Linked DNA regions of Oryctolagus cuniculus: region 2 is linked to region 1. The links are chromatin contacts, called in public Hi-C maps. All regions are on one chromosome and are shown on one strand. The core of a region is the stretch at or near the end of the contact, and the rest is flanking DNA. Distances in the headings are between cores, read along the strand shown. Region 1 holds the start of UNC5C (unc-5 netrin receptor C). Region 2 overlaps BMPR1B (bone morphogenetic protein receptor type 1B).

What was found. A called contact is a pair of places that touch in the nucleus more often than the background predicts.
Region 2: a Hi-C map of an unstated tissue shows a contact between it and region 1, with 2.5 times the contacts expected there. The contact joins the enhancer-like site here to the promoter of UNC5C in region 1. A contact is called at or near these places in 2 of 6 Hi-C or Micro-C datasets (ear pinna and an unstated tissue).

What each region holds. Positions count from the first base shown.
Region 1 is chr8:69,850,448-69,858,062 of mOryCun1.1, forward strand. UNC5C (unc-5 netrin receptor C) reads left to right here and starts at 3,691. Exons shown (of 17, transcript XM_008267581.4): 1 at 3,691-4,306. The coding sequence starts at 4,183.
Region 2 is chr8:70,238,841-70,246,455 of mOryCun1.1, forward strand. It overlaps BMPR1B (bone morphogenetic protein receptor type 1B), which reads right to left. Exons shown (of 14, transcript XM_017347401.3): 14 at 4,084-7,615. Among named protein-coding and RNA genes, the nearest start is that of UNC5C, 390 kb to the left of the region's middle. Within about 2 kb of position 2,706, at least 1 of the 8 cell types and tissues checked has an H3K27ac peak or open chromatin away from gene starts, as enhancers often do.

The sequences.
Region 1 (7,615 bases), core at 2,441-4,940:
AATTCATAAAAAGCATAAAGTTCCAGGGTGTGTACGCTTATGGCAGGCCAGCTCTTTCTTGGGGCTGAGAAGGTGGGTTGATCAACTGAATCGGAACTGGCTCTCCTTAGTTTGTGTCTAGCAAGAATGTTGTCTGAAGTTTCTGGGCCCCCAACTCCTACTTAAGAAAAAGTTTCCCCCACATCATCCTATTGTTCACTAAAATCATCCTTTTTTCTTGCTAACCTTCCTAGTATGAAGTTATTATTAGAAACACATACAAAGGCAAAAAGTAAGGAATCAAACATAAGGACAGAAATAAACCTGGAAAATATTTCTATAATTCAAATATATGTTCAGTTGTTTTTATTTAAGCCTTAAGCTGGAAACTTTTCCCATACTGGCTTAGAGTAAATAACATTATTACTAAGCAGCCTACATGCTAAATAGCATACTTCTCTTGGTGTAGATTTCTGGAGGGATATGCAGGGGATTTGCATGCTTAATTCCCATTAGCACCTGTCACTGGGATTTATTATCCCAGAGTTAATTCTGTACTCACTGTAGCCAAGAAAAAGGAAGCCCTTGTATATGGATTTAAATGAAGATTTTTATTTTTCAAAATGAGATGAATTTCTCATCTGTTCCTTAAACACCTGCAATACACCAACCCTAAAAGTCATATTCCGATAAAGTTTCAGTGAAAAAAAAATTTGTCCAAATTTGTTTTTATCCAATAACTTGTCAAGTCAACTCATAATTTGAAACTGCACAGTGGTGGGGGTGTTAATCAAGGACTTCATTTAAAATTCATTGGCTCTCATTCACCCATTGCATATTCAGTAAACATTTATTGACCATCTATTCGATGCCAAACTTCATCCTAGATTCAGGGTACAGAGTGCTGAACATACTATAAAAACAGAATTCCTCCCCTTGAGAAGCATGCAATCTCTTGGAAAGAATACATACATATACTCATACCTGTGAGTATTTGTATATTGTGTATATACATATGTGTATATAGAAAATAATGACATATGGAAAGTCGACACAGGTGAATGCAGTTGAGCATGATGGATTGGTGCTTTAGGTATGCTGGTCAGAGAAGTCATCTCAACAACAGGGATATTTGAGTCTATGTCTGCATGACATTAGCGACTCTATGGCTCAGAATTCCATGAAACACTGCACTTTCATTTTCATGAAAAGAAAAATAGGATAGTCAACAAAATCTCTGCAGAGTATATTGATAACCCAAGATAAGCTGCCCTGTAGCTGGGCTGCAGAGAGCAGGAAACTTGCTGGCTGGTGAAGCCCATCTATTTGCAAGTGTTTCCCCTGCCCTTGTTCTCTCACTCTCCTCTGCCTTTCCCATGTCTGCTCCACACACCATTTCTCAAACCATTCTTCTGCCCTCTTTAGGCTGAATTTCAGTACTGAACCACTTTTTCCCTCTTGATCCCGTAGTCTTTCTGCCAAGGAATTCATTTCATATGGTAACGGTTATTGAGCACCTCAAGGCTCAAGCAGTAGTAGGTGACGATTTCAGCCTTCTTCGATTGTCCTGCACACTGAGAATTTTTCCCTTTTGAGCCTTTGTGATGATGGATTAATATTGATTGAGCGCTAACTGCATGCCAGGCTCTGTGCTAGGAGCTGCAGATGAAATGATAAAGGCAAAATTCTCTGCAATAGATAAAAAGTGAATAACTTTTGGATGTTGTTCATATGAGAGGGAATATCCAGAGGAATTTACTTCTTACTATTACATCGTCCTTCTTGGAAAATTTGTAAAAACAGATAACAAATGACCCTTTTTGGTGATCCTCAAAAGAAATGATGGTCTTGCTATACCGCCCAACATGGTAGCTACTGATCATCACATGTGGCTATTTAAATAAAAATTAAAGTTCTCAGTTCACACTAGCCACACTGCAAGTGCTCCGTAGCCACATAGGTCTAATGTCTAGAAAGTTCTGTTGAACAGCTCTGGACTAGATAGCCTGAGACTGATGGAAATCTCCCATCAATGGAAAGAACAGCAATTAATGATAACTTTGTGTTAGGCAGTTTACATATGTTTAATCCTTATCCTTATATAAGGATTGAATAATCACCCTACAAGATAATTATTACTACTACTCCCATTAAACAGACTGGGCAAACAGAGGCACCTAGCCTTATTGCTCATTACCTGTCAGGTAGTCACTGGAACTAAGAGTTTAACCAACCGTCTGGCACCAGCACTCTCCCCACCTCCCTTTACCAAATGTCACAGTGTCTTGGCATTTGACAGATGAAGAGGGGGAAGAAGAAATTTTAGTGTGGCAGGCAGAAACTCCATAGATGTAAGACAGAACAGTTGGGTCAATGTCTGGCAATCATGATCTTTTCAGACCTATCAAATTTGTCCAAGACAGGACTCATTGGCTCTTTAGGTGAAGCTGAGCAGACACACCACAGCATGTCAGAACTAACAAGAAGAAAATATTTCACAGAGGAGACAGGCAAAGGTTCCCTGACGGGCCCAGGGTAACAGAAAATTCAGATCATAGCCTCCAGTGCCTCCAGTAGGCCTCCAGTGCCCTGCCCGTGTGTTCACTACACCCCCCTTGTACATAGAGTTTTAACATTTCCCTGATGCATAATCTATTCATTTAGAAGTGTACCATTCTTAGAGAAGGGAATTTGTTCTTCCCAAAATGCTGGCTGAGCCTTGCTGTTTGACCTTTTTACCCATCCCCCTGTCTTTTTGTCTAGCCTCGCCTTAGTGCCTTAGTTTTGACTCCTACATTCCTCATTTAATTCTTCCAACAAGACTTCACCACCTAATTACCCAGACAATCCTTTCCCATAGAAAGGTAAAATATTCAGAGGTTTGAGTCCTTCCACTTCCCCGGTAGGAATCTGGACACGAAGCCATAGCTCCCACCATCACTTTGAGTATCTACAAATATTGTTCTATTTTTCCTTTTCCCCTGGGAGATTTCCTCCCAGTATTGCCTCACCACCCATAACATACTCAAAGTGCCCAGTCACCAGGATGCACGCAGAGCAAGCACTGCTGAAAAGGACTTTTCTTGGAGCTTTTAGTTTTTGTTCCACAACAGACATGTCATGGACGCTCAGAGCATAAAACAGTCTAAGTGGCGCTGAGCACTCCAAGAGTGCAGTGGACTGGGCACTGCCAAAGCTTCAAGCCTTCTTCCCCACCACTGAGGACTTCAGTTCTAGCTTGCACCTGGCTTCGCCGCCGCAAGACCCGAAGTGGGAGAGCGAGTCCAGTCCAGTCCCAGGAATCTGGCTCGGGCTTTGGCGACTCGGTGAAGCTGGCAGGAGGCAGGCTGAGCTCCACTGCAAGCAGCCAAGTGGCCCGGGGCGCGCCCGCTGCCCTCCAGGAGCCCAGGTCTGGCGCACCGCGGGGTGCAGGCGCGTTCCCATTCCCGGCAGCCGCGTGGTCCTCCGGCGCGCCCCGGCCACTGCTTCTGCGGGGCGCGCCAAGGCCGGTCCCCACCATCCACGCTGGCTGCAGGTCTCTGTCCGGAGTCTACCTTACATAAGGCGGCTGGGCGCGCTCCCGCAGCTGCTGACCCCCCAGCGGAGTTGGGAAGTGTCCTGCACGCCTCCTTGACTGCCTCCTCTTCGGAGATGAGCGCCCCTGGTAGAAGGTGACCCTCCCTGGCCGCCACCAGCAGCGGCAGCCTGGGCGTCTCTGTTGCCCGTCAGAGAAGGCTGCGATTGGAGCCGGGAGCGCCTCGCTGTGCCCAAGCGCCTTCCCTCTGCTCCCTCCTCCTCCCCCCACCCTGTGGCTGTGTGTGTTCCCTGCCTGTGAGGGGACCGGGCCAGCAGTCCAGGCTCGGCGCGCGGTGGAGCTGCGGCTGCTCGTGCTGCTGGGAGGAGCGGTGGAGGTGGCTGCCTTGCGCCTCCCCAGACTTCCCAAGTGGGGGCAGAGCAGGCGCTCGCTGGAGACATCAGTTAGAAGGCACGGGCAAAGAGGGACCAGCAAACTCCTCCTCGGCGTCTCCTCTCCACCCCCTTTTGGTCCCTGCCCTTGGAGAAAGTGGAGTGTGGCGCTGGGTTGTGGCGATTTCTTCTGACTGCTTCGCGGTGCGCGGATTCAGCAGCTGCCGGGCGGCGCGGGGCTTTCCGCTGTTTGCGCCTCTCTCTGGGTGGCTTCCCCACTGCACACCTCCGTCTACCATGAGGAAAGGTCTGCGGGCTACAGCGGCCCGCTGCGGACTGGGACTGGGATATGTGCTGCAAATGCTCGTGCTACCTGCCCTGGCCCTGCTCAGCGCCAGCGGCACGGGCTCTGCCGCTCAAGGTAAGGGGGTCCTCCAGGCTCAGCTGCCGCCTCCCCATGCTTCCTCCTTCCCTCCTTCTCTCTCTCCTGCTACCCAGTTCTGCCCTTTTCAGTGTAACCCGTGGCTCGCAACTGGAAACCACTTGGAATTCCACTTTCCTAACTAGTCAAGATGCGTGGATGGTGCTGATGAGCTTGAATCTCTCTTCCTAGATGGGCATGGATGCAACGGGGAGACGTACAGGGTGTGGACTTGGCGTCCCTGTCAGTGCCTGGAGGTGCCTGGGGGTGTCCTTTGCACTTTCAGCCCTGCACGCGCACGTTGCTGCCCGCGGTGCACGCCAAGTCCCGAACCTCGGTGGCGACAGCTGGGTGGCATGCCAGAGATGCGCCCTGTTGTGCCTGGTGCACGGAACCTTCTGTGCTGTGCCACAGCTGGGGGTGCAGGATTATCATTGCTTGGAGACCAAGGGGAGCTCCGCTACAGAAATAAGTCCATTACCGCTGAGGACCCACCAGCGCGGTTTTCCCCCTGGGCGCTGTGGAGACAGAGCCCTCCAGGGCCGGCTGTGGCAGCGTGGCGGGTCTAGGGAGCCCATGCCTCTCCATGCGCCTTCTTCCCCTTCCCAACAGGCGCCCGAGAAACTTAAAACCCCAGAGCTCTCAGCGATCGGGATCGGGCTGGTTACTCCTACCAAATCCGAGACTTCCCGGGGTAACCGGCCAGTTTATAAGTCTGACATTTTAATTTAACGCGTGTGAGCTTGGAAATAAAGTGCCCCGACCTAGGGCTACTCCGGTGTTGGGAGGGGAGCGGCCAAGACCACGAAGGAGTTGGTGGTGGGCCAGAGAGGAGAGAAGGCACCGGACTGCTTGCCTGGCTTCCTCCTTTCCCCCGGAGTTTGGAATGGTCTTGGCAGCTCCCAGCCTTCTGAGCCCAGGAAGCTGCGTGGAAGGGACGTTGTGGGGTTGGGCAGGACAAAAAGTCAAGGCTGCCCCCTTTGGGGGTCTCTCTGTGGTCACCTGGGCCCCCAACCTTCTGGCCAAGCCCACCTGAGTCTTTGCCCACAGTTTGGAGGCGATAGAGGGCTGGGGGAGGGTGGCTCAGCTTTTCCTGGAAGGGAGGAGAGGCTGAAGGCAGCCTAGGCAGCTTCACTGGCAACTCAGGGACCCCCCCCCCCATCTCCATTATCCTTCTTTCCAAATTTGGAGGGCTGGAGAGGAGCCGACAGAAGCCCCCAGCTCCTCCGTGACATGCACACCCCAGCTCCTCCGTGACATGCACACGCCGTGGTGCTACGACAGCATTTCCTCCGCTCCCTTCGCTAGCTCGCTGGCTCCGAGCAGGGCGCTGGGGGCGGGCACGTTGGGGGTTGAGGGCGGCGTGGAGCCCAGGCTGGTGCGCGGGGGTGAGGGGTGGGGGGTGGTAGGTCATTAGCAAAGCTTTGTGAATTAGCGCTAGCTACTTGCGGAGTAAATTTTCCTGCTGCCCTGCTAAGTGGCCACGCTCATAAATCCTTCCTTCGCTTCGCGCCAGATGCCTCCCATCCTGGCTCCTGAAGGGTCCGCTCTGGTTTTCTCATGCACACCTCCAGAGCTCTTCTGCCTGTCCATTTCACAAAAGCTCCGTCGAGAATCGGAGCTTGTTTGTAGATTGCTTGCAATTGCTAAGAACTTCTCAGGATCGCTTAGAAGAGGGTGATGGGAAGCTTAAGTGAGCAACCTGATGAATAGCCGTGGAATCAACCTCGTGACTCCCTGTGGAATCCGCCTGCTGTTATTGGGCGCACAAAGAGCTGAGCCATGGGGTGGGGGGAACGGGACATAGTGTGTGGGGGGGAGGACAAGTTAAAGTCCCTAAAGATGCCAACCAGGAGATAGGATCCCTGCCGAGAGCTTACAACAGCTAAATTAAAAAGACTGGGTAGAAAAAGGATCAATAAAGATAATCAAACAGGGGAGATTGTAAGTGGATTAATATTGAAAGAAGAAGGGAGAAGAGATTAAAGAAAACAGGCCCAGGATAGACTGTTTTTGTCTTGCACTTTTTCTTTGCAAGCACCAGGCAAGTCAAAGATTGAGGGCTGATTCTGATCTCCGGTGGAAAAATAAAACCTATTCTGTTGGGTGTGTGCATTTCAGTGCCGGTCTTCTCCGTTTACTTTAGTTTCTTTGGTTCCTGGTGAATAGCATTTTTGTTCAAATCTTGTGATCTGTGACATGCACCATTCTGCCACTTTTATCTTTGTTATCCTCCATGTTCCAACATACTGGCTCTTCCTGTGCTGTCTGTTAGATAGCAAAGGAAGTACAAAGCTGTAAACTCAACTATCAGTGCTATCACTGTCACTGTTATCCCTTACACCAGCCTGTTTGCTATTGAACTACAATTAACACTTGCCTCTCAGAAACACAGATTTTCTAATGGTCCCAGAGTTTGACCTCCACTTCTTTCTTATCTTCCTTTCTTCTCCTCTCTGTAGACTAGAACCTTAACTCATACCCCCAAGGAATGGTTCCCTTTCGCTGAGGACTTAAAGATCAGAATGAGCTATTTTTAATCAATGGAAGTGCATAAGCAGTTAAGATGGGGGAGTTAATTTAAGCACTGTATAGTGTGGCTGAGGTTTTTATTGTATTAGAGACATGTTGGGAAAATCAAAAGTTTAAGTATATATCTCTATAGAGATAACCAATGAAACAACATAAGTTTAAGATTAACCCTCATGGTGATTTTTTTTATTAGTGAATGTATTCAGTTTTGTAACTGTGGTTTAAAGAGAGACAGCAGTCACTTTAAACAGGTCCTTGGGAAATTCTCTAGGCTTAGGCAACAACTTTCTCCTTTCTGGCTAGGCCCTAATTGCTTCATTCAGGATTGCTGGGAACTCTTGCTCCCGGGAATTTGTGGGGCTTCTGACTTCCAAGAATGATAGATTTTGCTAGGACAAGGCTGTGTGTCCGTGTGTGTGTGTGTGTGTGTGTGTGTTCAGTGTGTTCAGAATTAATGACCTCCTGTTGTACATATGCATTTATCTGGACTGCATAGCATTGATATGCTGCTTATCTAGCACCAACTAGTGTTACGAGTGTTAACATCACCAAACATAAAATTACTGACGACTCTAAACAGATTGGGATATTTTCCTATTATTGTAAAAATAATGGATAGTGTCTTAAAAAACGAATAACAGTTCTTTCTATATAGGAACAAAAATTACTTTCACATAATATTTATACATAGTGGCACAGTATAAATAGAAATTTGGCTTCAAAAGCAACCGAATTGCATTGCAATTCTGTCATGTAATTTTCCATTTTAGGAGCAGA
Region 2 (7,615 bases), core at 1,456-3,955, 390 kb after region 1:
CCTTGCCGTGTGGTGGAGGTGAGGGATACAGCTCTGGGTGTGCCTCTTTTTTCTTTCCCTGGCTGCCTCTCCCAAGTTTTCCTGCAGTCCCCTTGGTTCGTATTGCCTGCATTTATTCTGTCAGCCAACATGTACAAAATGTAAGAAAGAATTTTTAAACAGGTAATAAATTATATTTATAAGCAAGAGTGAGTGCTGCCTGCCTTGTTTCTTCACAAAAAAAGTCCCCCTCCATGGTAAGTCACCCTACACTTCTTCCACAGAACAAAAACCCTGGTGTCTTGGATGGATGGGGTTCTGGGAAGGTACACCTCAAGCATCTCTGCACCCTGGAATCACCCGGGTCCTACCTCCAGGGATTTGGCTTTAACTGGTCTGGGAACAGCTTGAGCATGGAGTTTTAAAAGCTCCCAGGTGATACTAAGGGTGAGAACCAATGACTCAGAATATCCATGGCAGAATTCCCTAGCAAGCTTGTAAATAGAGTGCTAGGCCCTATACTCAGGCATTCAAGTTTTTTTTTTTTTTTTTTGAAAGATTTCTTTATTTGAAAGGCAGAGAGAGACCAAGAGAGAGATTGATTTTTCCATCTGCTGGTTTACTCCCTATATGGCTGCAATGGCCAGGACTGGTCTGGGCAGGACCCAGGAGCTCCATCCAGGTTACAAGGCAGGGACCCAACCACTTGGGCGATCCTCTGCTGCTTTTCCAGGCACATTAGCAGGGAGCTGGATTGGAAGTAGAGCAGCAGGGACTTGAACAGGTGCTCATAAGACATGCTGGTGTTGCACATGGTGGCTTAACCCACTGCACCACAGCACTGGCCCCCTCAGAGATCCAATTTTAAATGAAGTCTGCAAACAGCTACAGGAATAGGACCTGAAAGGTAAGGCCAGTAACACAGCACAGAGCACACTGCACCCAAGGTGAGCATCCTCCCAGGGTGAAGCAGAAAGTAGCTTGGAAGGTAGGGAGGGAAGCAAAGTTGGCAGTCCTTCCCTCCATGAGAGAACTACCTGGAGAAGTGTTCCTAGACAGGATGTACACCTGAGCCTGTGCTGGGATCACAACAGATCATGTTCAGAGCTAAGGAAGTTACAGAAACACATAAAGTGGACCCAGGGTAAAATCAAAGGGAGAACAAAGGTCAGTGGCTGAAAGAAACTTCAAGTTAAGGGGCCAGCGCTGCAGCGCAGCAGGTTAAAGCCCAGACTGAAATGCCAGCATCCCATATGGGCGCCAGTTCAAGTCCAAGCTCCTCTACTCTAGATGCAGCTCTCCGCTAGGGTCTGGGAAAGCAGTAGAGGATGGCCTAAGTCTTTGGGCCCCTGTACCCACGTCAGAGAACCGGAAGAAGCTCCTGGCTCCCAATTTCGAATCTGCTCAGCTCCGGCCATTGCAGCCATTTGGGGAGTGAACCAGCAGATGGAGGACCTCTCTGTCTCTACCACTGTAACTCTTTAAAATAAACAAAAAATATATATCTTAAAAAAAAAGAAATTTCAAGTTAAAAAACAAACCAAGGGGTCAGTACTGCGGCATATGAGGTAAAAGCCACACCCTTCAGTGCCAGTATCCCATATGGGTGCCAGTTTGAGTCCCGGCTGCTCCACTTCCCATCCAGCTCTCTGCTGTGGCCTAGGAAAGCAGTAGAGGGTGACCCAAGTCCTTGGGCCCCTGCACCCACATGAGAGATCCAGAGGAGGCTCCTGGCTTTGGATTGGTCCAGCTCCAGCTGTGGTGGCTATTCTGGGAGTGAGCCACTGGATGGAAGACCTGTCCCTCTGCCTCTGTGTAACTCTCTGCCTTTCAAATCAATAAATCTTCAAAAAACACAAAGCAAAACAAAAGGGTACTTTACAAAGGGAACACAGAAAGCACACGGTGGGGCAGACTCAGACTGTTACCCACCCGTCGGCCACTCATATGGAGCTTCCTTCATAGCCGGGAATCCTACTGAGAAGGCTGCACTTGGGAAAGCACATGAATATTTTCAAGGTCATATTGGCAAGGGGCCTGGACTCACAGGGAGCCTGTCTCTCAGCTGAGGCCACTGGAGGGTTCTGAGAATTGGGCTCTCTCTGCATCCCTCAGTGCCAACCTAACAGGTGCCAAGCAAACAACCCTGACCCACCCCTGAGACCTGACAGCTGGATTAGTATCAGAAGCCAGGGTGACAATTACCTGGCAGAAGCAAAAGTTCATCTTATTTCGGAATGGTGACCATCGGCAACAACCAAGCTTGAACTTCTCAAACGACTAGCATCCAGGGAAGGCCCCGTTTCCCAGCTGGGGTTGACTGGTAACCTGAGTGCCTGAGTCCAGAGAAAGGACTGAATGAAACCAGCTACATACAGAAGACAGTGTAGACAAGGTGACAGGTGCCCCAGTGGCAAATCTCAGCTTGTCTCAAATGCAGAGAGCTTCAGGTCCTGTAACCTTTATGGCTGAGGGACAAGCAGTGAGCCTGTGCACCTGCTACCCACCTGGCATGGGCCGTGACAGACTCATCTCATTTGCCCCTCCTAAGAGCACCATGATGTGAGGTGTTTAGCCCGATTTTCACTCCAGGTGAGAAAAGCGATGGTTGGACACTATGTCCTTCTGCAGGACTGAGAAAGTGGAAACAACAGGATGTGAGCCGGGTGGTTCTGAATCCCAGCACTAGGAAGCAGTTGTTCTCTTGGCACTGTCTCACACAAACCTTCTGTCCCTGCATGGACCGTGACTCAATGCAAGCCCATGCTGCGGACAGTACTCCCCAGCAAGAGTGGGTCCTGGCTCCAGACCCCGTGTCTGACAGATCCCCTCAAACCCCAGCTTCCCACTCTGCCCTCCAGGGCTGCACAATGCTTTGTCCTTTTGCTGAGGGTGGCCTACCCCCCTGGGGCTGTTTCCAGGTCAACAGCAGCAGCAGCCACATCCTTCCCCACCCTGAGTGCCCTGCATGAGGGAGCAAGGGTGAGCTCCTTCTCACACCACTCTGGAGCATGCATTACCTGTGCACCCACTCAGTCGGCCCCTAAGCCCCCAGGCCCACCAGGCCCACCAGCCTTCCCCTGGACTCTTTGGCCCTGCCTGCTGCCCTGTCCTTCTCCTGTAGCCCTGGAGAACTGTCTGACAAGCTCCACTCCTCAGCACTCCTCCCATCCCTGGGGACTTGAAGCCCAAGGCCTGGCTCTCTCTCACTGACTAGGACCTCCCACTCCTGTGATCAGCCACTCAGCCAGGCCTGGGGCTGCGACTCTCCTTCGGAACCCAGATTCTGGCCACAGCCTCCTCTCAGTCACAGCTTTTGCACAATTTCACATAAGCAGGGTCCCCTGTCATTTCACCGCCTTTCTTCTGCCTTCTTAGTTACGCCTCTCTTGAATTCTTTCCCTACTTCAGCCCCATGACACCCAACCTCCTGGTAGTTCTTATTTCCTCTGACCAATAGCTGCCTAGGACTGGTAAACCCCAAGTCAATGGCAGCTGTCTACATGCCTACGTTTGGGTTGCTGCTAGCAAGACAAACATCACCAACTACACGGAAAAGCGGCGTATGAATGTGGAATCGTAGCTAACGGTACTAATTGAGTACTTACTGCATGCCTGGTGCGTGTATTATTCCATTTCATCTTCAGGACAACTCTGTGTGGTAGACAGTAATATCACATCCTCGAGAAGTCAACACGTGCCTAGTGTCACACCCTGAGGCATAAGAGGGGCCGGAGAGCAGGAGGCCAGGCTCTGGGTCACTGTGCCACACACTTAGTGTCATCACCCCTCGGCACTGCCCAAAACCACGCGACTGTGGTTCCCCAGGAAGCTGGGATTTTCCACAGCCAAACATTGACACCTCCCTCATTTCTCTGCAAACACTTCTTCCCTGCACGTCCCATTGCTCTCAGCAGATGACTGAGTTTCCAAATGACAGAGAAAATGGAAGCCATCCCAACACTTCTCTTCCCTCTGGCACAGGAAGTAGACTTCCTGCATCAGCCCTCCCACCTGATACAATGTGAGATTTTCAAAGACAAAGTAAATAAATAATAAGACAACAACAACAACAGGCACAACTGTAAGATAACAGTCTTGCTCTTTCCAAGGGGAGAATGAAACTATTTTATTTAGGGGAATGTTAAAACAAAGCCATATACAATCTGTAACAAATACAATACAATCGTTTGTTCCCTAGTCCTGAATAATTACAGTATATACAGATTCCATAAGGCACTGGTTCCCCAAGGAATACAAATGAGTCTTCTTTTGAAACAGACAACAAAACCCCTATAAATTGCCAACTTTTCTCCAAAAAATATGGCATTTTTTTTGTTTCTGTTTTACAAGAGCAGTCATAATTGCTAAATTAAATCACCTCTGATGCTAACTTCTTTCATTTCCACTGCTAGGGGACTGCATTTTCTAAGGAGATACAACGACGCAACACGTTCAAGTTAAAAAAAAAAAAAGTCCTTTTCTCAGTGCCTTTGCACCCACAGACAAAGAAGAGGCAAAAGAGACCAACAACATAAAACTCCTAATGAATATGCATGACCCGAGCAACATGAAATTCAGTCATTATTGAGTACTTGCTATACTTGACTTCACATCAATTGAAATGTGTCAAAGGATTCCCTGTAAATAAAATCTCAGCATGTTTTCTGAGAAGCTCTCTGCTTGAGGAATAAAAAAGAATGGTCACTGGGAACTTAGCGCAGTGCTTTCCAGGAGGTCAGAGGCCTGTCTCCTCACACTCAATGTTCATCCCACTTCACTTGTGATTGAACGACCTACACACTTTCATAAATAAATATTAGGTTTCATTTAGTACTTTATCATCCATAATAGTTTACTCTCTAATCCACATAATGGAGTTGCACCAGACTCCACACTGAACGTAATATTTACATATACATATATTTATATAATATATACACGCATAAACTATAAACCTGAAATCTTAGCATACAAAACTTCTCTAACATCTAATAATTTAAGATTACTCTGACAGGGAGGAGTTAGGAGAAAAAAAGCTTAGTCTTTGAAATAATCTTGAAACTATGCAATCAACTATATACTACTAGTCTCCAGGTTCTCACTTATCTGAATCAAAGACCAAACAATAAAACAAAACTCAATTCTGAACCCCTAGGAATTCAAAAAACATTCAGGATTATTGGGAGGTGAGTAGGTAGCCTTCAAGAACAATTTAGTATTACCTAAGTGGATTTTGGTATGTTAAAGAGAAAAATATTTTCATAAATAAATCCCTTTCTCATTAAAAATAATTAAGTGGGTCTTTTTAAGTATCTCAGAAATAAACTTCAAAATGTTCATAGTGAGTAAATCAGGCTGGGGAATAGAGAGTAAGCTAGAGATTTTTCCCAAAGCAACCAAATGGATAATCTAGAAGCAATCTGGACACTATTTTAATTTCTCCCATTCTTCACTGGAATAAACACTTCCCTAGAAATCATCACCTTTCCCATAAAATATTCTAGGCTATCCCATGTTCAAGAACTTACCAGAAAGAAAGCATGATTTCTGACTAAGAGGCTAATTCCAATCTCAAATTAGGGTGATCCCAAGAAACACGAATGCATACCGGTTAACTGCATCCATGTTTACTCCTTTGATTAAAGATGATCTGATTACACACAGGCAGATTGTCTGCAGGGCCCAGATGATTATCACACCCACCTTAACTACACAAAGAATCACAAAGAATATAATCAGACACGAGAAAGGAATCTTTACATTGTGCATCGAGGTTATTTTAATATCCATGAAAGCAGCACTCTGATTAACACAGTATTTGGAAGCAACTGTTTTTACTCCTAAAGAAAAAAGAAAAAGCAGGAAATTTCTTGTCAAATTAAAGGAGTAATAAATTCTTGGTTACAAAGAAACTGTGGGTGAGATGCCTTGGGAAGTGAGTGCAGAATGTAGGATGTGTGCTTCTCCTAGGATTCTCCCAAACTGGAAGCACTCAGCGCCCTAGGATGTTTTCTGGATGATCAAGTCACCAGCTGCAAGCCACTTCACAAGTGAGGAAAATGTTTCCTCATTTCTCATGCACCTGTCAAATGTTTTAAAAGTCTCCATCTTTCAGTCACCCAGCGGGGAAAATGTGTTATAAAACACTGCCCCCTGGAGTATTCTGGAAGGAACATCTGTTTTTATAGGCCAAAAGGGAGGTACTTAACACATTCTTTACTAACCACTAAAGAATGTCTAAGAAGTAAAAGCAAACCTCAATAAAGAAATGTAAATGAATGGAGCTGAGAGAGACATATACAATATTTAACATTATTATATTCCTCTTGCTAGAGACTATCGGCCCTGTCGACAATTTCTAATATGATGCTTAAAAGTGAAAACGCCTTAGAACTGAATAGCAGAAGAGATGTTTTGACAAGTGCCACAGAGAAGGAAAAATAATAAATTAAATAGTGAACTTAACATCATGAAAATAAAATAAAATGAGTCAGCATTCGTAAGGTGTGAAATGATCACGTAACATGTACGGAGACGATCCCTATCTACATAAGAAAAAAAAACACAGCAGCGATATCTTGTGGCCTCCACTCCCCTCTGCTGTCCCATCTGGAGGTTATATTTATCTATTTTTTAAGTTAAAATTTAGTTAAATTAACCTGACCGATGCTTCCTCTTTATTCTTTTAACTCAGACACACACACACACACACACGCACACGCACACGCACACACACAGAGAGACAATAACCAACAGAAACCACTAATGTAAAATACTGTGTGCATACTTTTTGCCTTGTGCTTCTGAGACTGCCTCCTTGGCATCTGTAAGACACAGCCGTCAGTCCGCTCCTCCATCCTCCCCACCTCACTCACGTGTCCTGCTTCACACAACAGACAATGATCTCTATCGTAAAGCACCTTGTCTTTAGCACGACTCATGGCATTGCTTACTTAGTATTGATCTTTGGACTTGAAAGATCAAAAGCATGCACAGGTCAATTTTCTACACTTAAAAATAATAATAATAAAAAAGCTTGTTTGTGTTTTTTCTGAAAAGGAAAGGATTTTACACCACAAAAGGAATGCCTGACAGCCTCAGAAACACACGGTGGTTCTGAAGAACACCATCAACACGTACTGCTGTTAGAGTCCCACGAAACCTTCGTTTGTTCTGAATCGCCTGAAGCTGCAAAAGGCCACCTGCAGCAAGTCCCGAGTGCGCTCCCCGACGGTGGCGGCTGTCTGCAGGTGCGTTCACATTACCACCGCAGCCCCAATGGCAGGGCGGGCCGCAGTGGTCTGGGAGGCCGAAGCGGCCAGGTTCTGGGGTCAGGATGAGCTCTGTTCTCTGTTCTCCAGCGTCACAGATGGTCTTCTGGCTTGCAGAGTGCCATGATATTTTACCAATGTGAAAAACACATATCTCAATGTACCTTCCAGCACAGAGTTTCTGGGAAGAACTTTCGTTGACATATCTAAACTGTAATAGTATAAATCTTAAAACATCTAGGTTATTTTGGCAAAATTAAAGCATCTTAAAAAAAATGAAAACAATAACAAGAAGGCCATCCCAAAATACAGGGCTTTCTTAGAAAGCAACATGCATCACATCTCAAACACGTTACCCACGT